Regions from separate parts of the Hordeum vulgare genome. Here region 1 is linked to region 2. A link is a contact called in public Hi-C data. All regions are on one chromosome and are shown on one strand. The core of a region is the stretch at or near the end of the contact, and the rest is flanking DNA. Distances in the headings are between cores, read along the strand shown.

Region 1 (5,948 bases), core at 1,766-4,265, 250 kb after region 2:
CCTCAGCTGTAAAGAAAACGAGATTATCCAGTACTAATCCCTGGAGGCATATTCTTATAAAAAAATCTCTAAGCACCTAGGTCGCCTCCAAAAAATAAGTTCTGCAATAAAACTTAAGTTACAAAATAAGTTATAATAAAATTTTCGTTTCTATAGACTTTGTTATAAAAAAATCTGTAACAAAATATATGTTACAATAATGAAGGGCGTTTTTTTTTCTTTGAGCAGAGTATAATCAAAGTCGCTCATATACACGAGCGTACACTCACCCCTACCACTGACATCTTCGTTATCGACGGGAACGTCTCCTCCCACTGAAAACACATCGTCGAAAGACCTGAATTAAATTTATAAAAATGCAAGCACCAACGTCAAATTTCGGACTTGAACTTTGACGGGTAAGGGATACAATAGTCGTTCTAACCATCCAACCACATGTTTGTTTGCAATAATGAAGGGTGTTGATAAGCAAGATATGATTATCTTTTAAAAAAGGAAAAAGTCTAAAACAAACCTTGAAGTTATAGACGAAAGCTAGATCAAACCCTGAACTTTGAATCCCTGAAATTGGTACTCCGAACTTGTAATCCCGGTCTATTTTAAACCCTAGACCCGTTTGGCACACAGGGATTCTGGCAATACCACAATCCCGACCGGGATAACCTGCTAGGCTGCTACTCTTATAGACAAAAATTGGACCGGCCCACTAACAAAAAAAATTACGAAGTTTAAAAAAAGTTCGCACATTTTTAAAATTGTTCAGAAGTTAAAAATATTTATGTTTTCTATTTTTGTCACAAATTATATGTCTTTTTTGTTTCAAAAAATGTTTGGTTTTTTTTTAATTCTATTCGTATTTTTAATTCTATTCGTATTTTTAATGCTATTCGTATTGGTCCAACATGCATTTTATAAATTTGTAGGAGCATAATCCTAGCGCCAAACATTCAAAGTTTATTGTTATTTATACCTCAAAAAAAATATCAATTTTATAAAATGTTTATTGTTATTTATAAAATTTAAAATATTTATTTAGAAAAATATTACCATGTATTTTTTTTGTAAGATGTACTTTTAAAATGTACATAATGTGTTGAAAAATATTGGAAGTTTATCAAAAATATACATATGTGTTAAAAAATATTCCATCCATTTCATAATATAAGTGTTTTTAGATATTCCACTAGAGGACTAAATACGGATGTATATAGACATATTTTAAAGTGTAGATTCACTCATTTTGGTCCGTATGTAGTCCCCTAGTGAAATCGCTTAAAAGACTTATATTTAGGAACGAAGGGAGTACATTGGATACTGAAAAAAATATATACACATGTGGAGAAGAAAAAGAAAATGAAAAAACAAAAAAAAACAGAGCAGAGGGTGCGCGTGCGCAACTGCGCTAACGGGCCCGGCCCAATTCAGCAAATCCCGGCTAAGTTCTGTCAAGATTTAATGGGTCCGGATCAATGAGTTCGGTGTGCTGATTTCAGGGATTCAAAGTTTAGGGTTTGATTTAATTTTCGTCTATAACTTTAAAGTTTGTTTTGGACTTTTTTCCTTTAAAAAAATAACCGACGAACACGTAGCACGTCCTATTAAATTTTGACGCAAAATAAAAAGTCGTCTGATAAATCCGAACGGAGGCAGTGGCAATCAAACGAGAATCTGCAACGGAAACCACGACAACGGCAATGTGACAAAATCGTTGCGATTATTGTGGGCAGGAGGAGATAAGGGAGCACACAGAAAATGTAGACGACACGACGCAGAAATAATAACCTCCACAATTCCTCTAAAGAAAAAAAAGATAACCTCCACGCTCAACAGCGAGTCCTCCCACGCACGACAGCCACTCGGTCCTCCTGTCTCAGCAGGCTGCTTCCGTGGCCATGAACCGCCTGATGATCCGGACGAGCTCGCCGGTGGCCGCTGACGTGGGCTTCACCCCGAAGAACGCGTGCTCCTCGCCGGCGAACACGACGAGCTCGACGTCATCGTTCTCCTTGCCCCGCGCCGCCCTCAGCCGCTCCGCGTACTCCACGTTCTTGTCCCTCAGCAGGTCGCCCTCCGCGGCCACGACGAGCACGCGGCCGGCGTCCATCGTCTCAAGGCTTGGGCTGTCCGGCCCGAGCGGGTTCATCAGCGGGTGGTCCTTGTTCGCTCCGGCGGGCAGGAAGAGGCGGCAGTACCTGTCGCAGGTTTCCCTAGTCAGGAACGCCGTCGCCGTTGAGTCAAGCTCGGACTGCGTCGGCTGCTCCGAGCAGAATGCCGGCATGAGCAGGATGTACCCCTCGATCCTCATCGGGTCCAGCCCTGCCTTGCCGAAACGGAAGGCAAGGTGGTGCGCGATGTTGCCACCGGCAGACTCGCCAGAGACGAACACCTTGCGTGGGTCGGCCGCGTCGGCGAGCCACGGGTCCGAAGCGAGCTCGTTGCGTAGCCAGAGGAGGGCCGCGGCGGCGTCCTCGTGGGCAGCGGGGAGGTGGTGTTCAGGGGCGAGGCGGTAGTCGAAGGAGAGCACAACGGCGGGGAGCTCGGCGGCGAGGCGGAGGCAGCCGGCGTGGAAGTTGGGCCACGTGCAGGAGCCAATGCAGAAGCCCCCGCCGTGGAAGTAGACGAGCACGGGGAGCTTGTTGCCCTCCTCACCGGCATTCGTCGTCGGCTTGTACATACGAAGGCCGAGGCCGAGGCCGGTGTCGTACACGGCGTCCTTCCACTCGACGCCGTCGTGGTCGTTATATTCGGCGTTGCAGATAGGGAAGGGCAAGGCCGTAGAGCGCACGATTGTACCGTCGCTGAGAAGCTGCAGCACCCCGCGGCAATCCTCGACGACGTAGGGCTGTGCGGTCGGATCCGCTAAGAACGCCATTGTTGAAGACGAAGAACTATCGAGTGATTGCGAAGCGCACAGCCTTCGGCCTCGGGCTGCACCTATATATATTCAGTTTGGGGGCATATACGTTGCCTCTGTCCCAAAATAACTGTCTCAACCTTAGTATAACTTTATATTAGATCTAACTAGCAAAACGGTCCGTGCGTTGCAACGGAAAAAAAATATCACAATTTTCAACGGTCATAACCACATTTTGCTGCATCATCAAAATACATTATCACTCTATTTTTTGTGAAATCATGATTTTTTTAAAAATATTTGAAATTATGAAAAAAATTCAAGTTCGCAAACATTTTCTAAAATCAGGAATATATTTTTACATTCATGAACATTTTAGACTATTTGCTATTTTTCTTGAATCGGCGAACATATCAGAGTCGACACACATAATAAATCTAAAATTTGCAACGTCTACATTTTCATATATAATTTATATGCAAGAAAGCTGCATATAATATAAATAACATGTTACGTCTAATGTGGATCTCAGTGACTTCTCATTGCTCAAGCAAAAAACAATCACCATTATTTAGTCACTTGTATTTCAAAACACATTATTTAAATCTAATGTGGATTTTAATGCTTTCTCATTGCTCAAGCAAAAAAATCACCATTGTTTAGTCACTTGTACTTCAAAACACATTATTTCACTTGAAAGATGGACAATTATCCATGATGAAAGTGTCATTATGACATGAATATACAACACAACAGAAGCAAATTTCCTAAACTTGCTACTAATTTTATTAGTTTTACACAATTGGAATACTCAGCAGATGTTTGGTTTATTCTCAGTTAAATTGGGAGAAATATCCAATGAAATTTGATGGAGAAAAATGAGGATATGTGATCCAATGACAGTCTGCTCGTCCGAGCTCTTGGTGGAATTTACTATCATGGCATAGTTATGAATTTGATAACAATATATTCTGCGAGTTGCTACGAAAAATCTATGAAGACAAACTACCAACAACACGTTCAAATCTAGAAGAAAACTGAAAAACTTGAGGGACAAAACAAAAAGTTAATGTTGACAGCAATACTCCTCTAAATGGCATATACTATCAGACTTTGTTTTGTACTGAAATTTTAGTCATCAAAACCTGAAAAGTAGTACAATCAAGAAAAAAAAGGTGAAAGAGATACTGAAATTAGAAAGCAAAAATAATAAGGGAGAAAAGGCAGCAACATGGATCGAACTCGGGTCTCCCAGATGAAAGAGCATGACCTAAACTAGTAGGATGCTCGCATGACTGTAATATGTTCAGGGATTGTTCCTTATTGAAGATGGACGAACGCCTGACTTTAAAAGAAAGAAGAAAACGAACCGTTTTTCTCACTTACCGGTGGCATATGGGCGTAATTCCTGCGAACTCTAGGAGCAAATCAACGACGGACGACAGAAGCATTGCGTGCTTTATTATATATAGCAAAAAAGGCCCGTGCGTTGCAACGAGGGGGAAAATTCATAATCTCCAATTGTGATAATCACATTATGCTCTTAAAATTTTAGGACATTTCTTGAAATGCATGAACATTATTTGAATTATGATGAAAATGGCAAAGTATGTTTTGTTAATTAATGATAGCATATGCATAAGAACATTATTTTTATCTTGCTGATATATGTGTTTGCATTTGTAATCTATAAGTAAAGTCTTAATTTGGTTGCAAACATGTTAGACATCTTCATCGAAAATAATCAATTTGTAAGTACATGCATACCAAATGTTCGAGGTTGCGTATGAATATCGATATTCTTAAAAAAAATAATTAGCAAAACAGTTTATATATATATGAAAAATCAAAGCTAAGCCATTTGTTTACGTAAAGCTTGTATAAACAACATTGTATATTTTTATACATTAGAATCATTTTTTTGCGTGTGACATCAGAAACATTATTGAGTTTTGATGTCTAATTTTTTAATACACATTTTACATATTTTGTATGCATCATGAACATTTTTTCTATACATGTTTTACATTATTCAAATACACGATTAACATTTTTGAAAAGTTCTATTTTTTATGTCTACTTTGTTCCATACACATTATATATTTTTGTATATGTTTTCTTATACACCGGAAACATTTTTCTATGCACATTTAAAGTTTTTTAAATACATGATTAATATTTTTCAAAATAAAAGAAAAATATACTCCATCCGGAAACTAATATAAGAGCGTTTAGATCACTATTTTAGTTATCTAAACACTTTTATATTAGTTTACAAAGGGAGTATTATTTATTGTCCATACGCACTGTACATTTATATATATATATGGAAACATTTTTGTCTATAAATTTGATATTTCTTGAATCTATGATTAACATTTGTGCAAAGTTTATCGAAATAAAGGCAAAAGAGAAAAAAAATTAGAAAAAATGCGAAATAGAAGAACAAAAAGGGGTTTTGTCCGTTGTCGTGGGTATAAGTCTGAGAGTAGATGTGTAGGGTACGAAAGGATGGGCAGAGCCTTAGCTACGGCGAGGTTGTATGAGTTCAGGCCCCTCTACGGTGGAGGTAAAAGCCCTACGTCTCAGTGCTATTGGGAGCTTGTTGTCGAGTGGAATATGGATTACAGTGAATTGCTAACCCCTGCACCAGTGGGGAAGGACGGCTTATATAGAGTGCGCTGTCCTTCACAACGGTTCGGTGCGCAGGGGTGGATTAGTGGCGAATAAATGCCTACGTTACAGGTAACGTATGTCTTAAATGCTAATAAAGGTACGTGGAAACGTATGACCGTTGCCCTCCAGGGGGGTTACGATGTACAGAGTGAAATCCAGTCGGTAAGTTTGATATGCTCCGAATGCTCATCTCCGACTGGATGATGGAGGAATTGTCACCGACTGGATGATGGGAAGTCCTTAATTCAGTCGGAACTGACTAAGGGCCTTATCCCTTATGAAGGGTAGTCCTTGGGTAGGACCTATAGGGCAGATCTATGACCCTACCCTAGGACAATAACCCCATCATTAGTCCCCGAATGGATTGGGGTTGGAACGACGAAGCGATGCTTGAAGTACGGATCCGACTGGTATGGGC
Region 2 (6,193 bases), core at 1,166-3,665:
ACCAGAATAAGATATTGGAATTTTGAGTTACAATGGGTAGTATTGCATATAAAACAAAATGAAGAATCACCACTAATAAGATACTACAATGGGACAACGTGGATCGAAGATTTGTTTTCCTTCTTCCATCTACACACTCCAAATGATTAAAAACTTGGATGTGATGCCCTGTTTTCCTTAATAATGTACTGAGAAGATGAAATTATCATATAGGAGTAGTATTTATCAAATTAGCTCTAGTGGAGGATTTTTTTTCCCTAGCAGAGACCAGCAGCTAATCAAAATTAAGTTCTAATGCAGTGCAGGCATTTCAATCGATCACTTGTGTCATTGACACATGAAGAGGAATACCAAAATTATCTAAAGAAACTATAAATTCTTACCAGCCAGTCAGCGGATGACGCATCAGGTATGTTGCCGTCAGCGAACACAGAGCCTCTGTCATACCACGCCTTGAGCACCTCCTCGGTGTTGAGGCTCAGGCCCAACCCTGTCTTGGGCGCCTTCAGTCCAAAAATCCCATCATCCCCATAAGCAGGGTCAGGAATTTCCTCCTTAAGACATGTAATGCATGGTCCGGCAGCTATGTCCTTCAACGCCTTCTTCTTAGTCTTCTTCTTTTTCTTCTCCACCGGGGGCGGCGGCGGCGCCATTGATGGAGGAGGCACTGGCATAATGTCCTTCAATGGGATGGCAGGGCACATCCACCATTCGCTGTCATCGTCCTGCCGCTTCAGTGCCTGCTTGATGTTAGACCGTGAGCGCCGGAACCCGAGCCCGAGCACCATGAGGTTTCTGATGTAGGGGTCTATGCCGGAGCTGGAGAGGACGCGGTTGATAGTCGAAGCATCGCTGCCGTTTTCCATACTGAGTTTGCCCATGATGCCGTCGATCCCCTCGGCCGCCGCGCCCTCATCGGCGCCGCCGAGGAGGAAGGAGTCTGCGTCGAAGCTGTCGTCATCATCCTCAAAGTCGAGCTCCCCGGGCCCGTCCGCGCCGGCGGCGCCGTCGGGGGTCCCCGGGGACGGCGCGGAGTCGCGGAACTCGGTGAAGGCGCTGCTGACGGCCGCCGGCGACGGGCAGGCCCTGGCGAGCACGGGGCTCCGCGGCGTGGGCGACTGCATCGGCGCGGCGTCGCGGAGGAGGCAGGCGGCGTTGCCGAGGACGGGGAAGGGCGGGAGGAGGTCGGCGCGGGAGGGGTCGTCGGCGAGCGCGGAGGCGAGGCCGAGGAGCCTCGGCGACGGCGGCGCCCTGTCCCCGGCGGGGAAGACGGAGGGGTACATGGAGGCGAGCAGCGCGGCCGCCTCGTTGTAGGTCTGGTTGAGGCGCTTCCGCGGCGTGCGCGCCCGCTTGAGCGAGAGCGAGGAGGCCGAGGAGGAGTTGGAGGCGTCGGAGAGCGCCGAGGACGCCGAGGAGTGCGCCGGCCGCAGCGGCCCCGCGCCCGGCGGCCCCACCCCGGCCCCGGCCGCCGCCGCCGCCTTGACCATGTCCAGGTCCGGCAGCCGGATGCCCGTCGGGATGCAGGACGACGCCATCGATCGGAGCGCGGGCGGGCGGGGCGGAGCCCCCTAGAGAGAAAGGGGGGAAATTTCCGGCCCCGAGGACGGGAGAAGACGGGTGGCGAGCGATCTGATTGACCGAAATCCGGGCGGGGATGAATCAATCTGGACCCGAAATGGCAGGAGGGGGAGGAGGAAATCGCTGCATAGATGCGCCGCCAGCCAGGAAAGGCCCCCCAAACCCCCACCAAACCCTCCGCAGCCAGGCAGAAAACCAGGGGGGAGGGAAGCAGAGGAAAGGGTAAAGTCCACCAAAGCGTGCGTGGAAACCGAGGGATTGTTTCTTGCCTAGAAAGACACCACCAGCCAGCGCTTGGAGGCCGCCGACGCTCTGCGGCTGAGGAGAGGGGAAGGGAGGACGGCCGGCGGGAGGAGAGAAAAGAGAAAAGAAATGGGATCCTGGTGGGAAAGGCGATGAGCAGGGCACCGAGCCGAGGGAAGCAGAGCAGGCGGGGGCAGAGGAAGGAAGCAGGGAGGGAGCAGGGCGTCACGGGCTCACGGGTTCGCCACTAGCGGCCTCGGGCAACGGGCGCGGCTCATCAATCAATCCAAAGATAATCAAGAGCCCACACGCTCTCCGTCTGCTGCCTCGCTGCCGTTTCCTTTTTTCTTTCCTTCTTCTTTTTTGTTTTTGGATCGAGCGTAGGAGATCGATCGCAAGCGAAGAGGAAGAGGAGGAGGAGGAGGAAGAAGAACCAACGGGAGCGGTACAAAACCCGGGAGCGGTCAGGGGTGCTGGACGGGCCGGGGACATGCGAGGCGTTGGACTGGACGGACGGACGGACGGAGAAAACACAGAAGCGGAGGCGGCGGTGGAGCAATCAAATCAATCGCTCATCAAACCAGCGGATGCGTTACGCCGGCAGGCGGCTGCAGTAAGATACTACTACTGGTACTAGTACCAGTAGGGTCACCGTCAGGCCCTAGCGATCGAGACGAGAAACGAGACACGGAATCGGAAGAAAAGAAGAGAAAAGAAAAGGATGTTAATTATAACCCTAATAGTAGTATAACCTAACGAACAGTCGTCCGTTGGTTGGTTGGGACGCGGACGGAGCTGGGCGGCTCGCTTTCGCTTGTCCCTGTCTTGCTCCACCTCTTCCTTGCGGGCCCTACCTACCTGCGCACCACGACACTTCTCCTGTGTAGGTGTAGCAGTAGCACCGTGGGGCTGAGCTCTCACGTGTCGTGCGAGGTTTCCTCGAGAGGAACGGGGCTTGTGTGGGTGCGGCGTGGGGACTGGCACTACCGCTACGTATTCCACGCACGTACACGTGTGGGCGCGCCGGTCGTCGTCCTAGCTAACCGGTGGACTCACATTGTGCTAGTACTGCTATGCTATCTCGCGCGCCCACGCACGTACGCACACGTGTAACCTTGACCGCGGCGTAGAGATGGTGACCATGTGACGTGTTTGTAATTTTGTAGTACCATGGATGTGTCTGTTTTAACCCTTCGTTAATTAAGGATAGTAAAACTGAGCCTAAACTGAGCTCAATCAGCGATTTGCGACTCTGGCCGTTCGTTTTCACGATCTAGCAGTTTCTGTCCGTCGGATCTGAATGCTCTCCACCGCATGGGCTAACTATAAAGATTAGTGGCCCACCTATCCTAGGGGCTGCTACTCCAGTAGCCAAAACTGAGCCCTCTGGTAAATTGGACCACGTCTCGCCTTGCGACTCTGGTCGTTCGTTTTCACGATCTAGCAGTTTCTGTCCGTCGAATCTGAATGCTCTCCACCGCATGGGCTAACTATAAAGATTAGTGGCCCAGCTATCCTAGGGGATGCTACTCCAGTAGCCAAAACTGAGCCCTCTGGTAAATTGGACCACGTCTCGCCTTGAGACTCTGGTCGTTCGTTTTCACGACCTAGCAGTTTTTGTCCGTCGGATCTGAATGCTCTCTACCGCATGGGCTAACTATAAAGATTAGTGGCCCACCTATCCTAGGGGATGCTACTCCAGTAGCCAAAACTGAGCCCTCTGGTAAATTGGACCACGTCTCGCCTTGCGACTCTGGTCGTTCGTTTTCACGATCTAGCAGTTTCTGTCCGTCGGATCTGAATGCTCTCCACCGCATGGGCTAACTATAAAGATTAGTGGCTCAGCTATCCTAGGGGCTGCTACTCCAGTAGCCAAAATTGAGCCCTCTGGTAAATTGGACCACGTCTCGCCTTGAGACTCTGGTCGTTCGTTTTCACGACCTAGCAGTTTTTGTCCGTCGGATCTGAATGCTTTCTACCGCATGGGCTAACTATAAAGATTAGTGGCCCACCTATCCTAGGGGATGCTACTCCAGTAGCCAAAACTGAGCCCTCTGGTAAATTGGACCACGTCTCGCCTTGCGACTCTGGTCGTTCGTTTTCACGATCTAGCAGTTTCTGTCCGTCGGATCTGAATGCTCTCCACCGCATGGGCTAACTATAAAGATTAGTGGCCCAGCTATCCTAGGGGCTGCTACTCCAGTAGCCAAAACTGAGCCCTCTGGTAAATTGGACCACATCTCGCCTTGCGACTCTGGTCGTTCGTTTTCACGATCTAGCAGTTTCTGTCCGTCGGATCTGAATGCTCTCCACCGCATGGGCTAACTATAAAGATTAGTGGCCCAGCTGTCCTAGGGGATGCTACTCCAGTAGCCAAAACTGAGCCCTCTGGTAAATTGGACCACGTCTCGCCTTGCGACTCTGGTCGTTCGTTTTCACGATCTAGCAGTTTCTGTCCGTCGGATCTGAATGCTCTCCACCGCATGGGCTAACTATAAAGATTAGTGGCCCAGCTATCCTAGGGGCTGCTACTCCAGTAGCCAAAACTGAGCCCTCTGGTAAATTGGACCACATCTCGCCTTGCGACTCTGGTCGTTCGTTTTCACGATCTAGCAGTTTCTGTCCGTCGGATCTGAATGCTCTCCACCGCATGGGCTAACTATAAAGATTAGTGGCCCAGCTGTCCTAGGGGCTGCTACTCCAGGAGCCAAAACTGAGCCCTCTGGTAAATTGGACCACGTCTCGCCGCCGAGATCACTAACCAAATACAACCCAGCCCACCACCACTTCTTGAGGACTCCAGGAGCCACCCCTAAAAGAACATCTCCAGGAGTCGCGTCGCCTTCCTTGTCATCCAAGCCGGCGACCCTCGATCTCCCACGAGGGCACAACTACCTCGACCCCGTCGACTCCTTCCTCCCACGCCGCCGCCGCTCCCCACCAATTTCGCTGCCTCTAGTCGCTCCTCCATGCGCCGGCCCTCCTCTTTGCCCTAGCCACGGGCGCTGCCACGCTCCAATGCGGGATCGCGGCACCTTCCCAGATGCGGGGAGGACTCACATCCCATGGTGACGGCGGCCTGGACCTCCTCCCACTCTGCTCCTTCCCCCTGTTACTAGTCTGCTCCCCCTCCCTTGCTCCATGAATGGATTTTCTTAAAACCTCGATCTCACTGACTGACTCAATATTTTCTATAGCCATACTCCATAGCGCTGATGGATTTGCCTCTAGATGGATAGCAACGATCTCAGGATGATGGTGAGGTTGCGGATTAAACCCTTTGGTTGACTCTGTTCGTGTGGACCTGTTCGTGTGCATTTTATAATTTTATGTAGGTACAACTATTCTTTGTTCTAGCCATTGTGTTTATTAGATTTGGTAAATAGAATTTTCTTAATCTTATTACATTAGGATTTGATGGCGACATGAAATTCTAACTAAATTTGCTATTCAACTGGCAATTGTAATAATTATATGTATTGTATATGCATGTACAGAGTTGTCTACACAACGGTCAGGGGCATATGCTTCTCCTGCCACCTACGTCTTCCTCCTATTGTAGCCAGAATCTTAAATGATCAGAAATATATTGTCATTTGCCAGGGCATAATGGCGTATTAACGCTCACAAATCTGCGAGGTGGCTGGCTGAAGAGCAGATGCTGGTCAGCGCGAGGCTGCGGAAACACGAGCCTCAGGTTCTGTGCATGCACTGAGGCGGCAGGGACGTCCTTGGTGATGTTCATAACCGACACCTTAATCATCTCGTATGTATCTTCTTGAATCTGCATCATAAATCCAGCCTTTCTTTTCTTTTGTTCAGACATTGAGTCTTTCATGGTGTTGCAGATGCGGGCCGAGGCCATCTCGCTGGCCCTCGGCAGCTCTTGTTTTTTTCACTGTCTCACCCGTCCTCGATGCTTTGGTCGCCATCATCCTCTTTCACAAAGTGTCTGTTAGCACGTGTTACAGTCGGCTGTTAGTTTGTAGCCCGTTTCTCTTCTCTTTTCTCTTGTTTCTTTTCCAACTTATCACACCCCGCCAACGTCATCCTATTGTACTTGCTCTAAGTAGTACTGATGGGACTATAAGGAGCATGTTGTCTCTTCGTAACAACAATAATATTCAAGAGTGTGGTACATTATCCATTTAATTTTGAGTTTTCTAAGAAAATGTTGTTTTAATTGAGGAATAATAAGCATACATATGGTGTTTCCTGCACTTGGTTTTCTATCTTGAGTTGGAAAATAAGATGTTGAGTGTGAGCATTGTGCCATACTTTATATATAATTTCCCGCCTATTGATTCATAATGATGTGGTCCCTGAATTTCTATCATGTCACATGATAGGTGATGTACGATGCTTTTCTTCT

Evidence for each region. A called contact is a pair of places that touch in the nucleus more often than the background predicts.
Region 1: a contact with region 2 is called in a Hi-C map of seedling, with 4 times the contacts expected there. The contact joins the promoter of LOC123409644 here to the promoter of LOC123407768 in region 2. A contact is called at or near these places in 2 of 6 Hi-C or Micro-C datasets (leaf and seedling).

Annotation. Positions count from the first base shown.
Region 1 is chr7H:568,897,840-568,903,787 of MorexV3_pseudomolecules_assembly, forward strand. LOC123409644 (probable carboxylesterase 15) reads right to left here and starts at 3,016. Exons shown (of 1, transcript XM_045102501.1): 1 at 1,698-3,016. The coding sequence starts at 2,872. The coding sequence ends at 1,871.
Region 2 is chr7H:568,643,919-568,650,111 of MorexV3_pseudomolecules_assembly, forward strand. LOC123407768 (protein CHLOROPLAST IMPORT APPARATUS 2-like) reads right to left here and starts at 2,416. Exons shown (of 3, transcript XM_045100973.1): 1 at 384-2,416. The coding sequence starts at 1,535.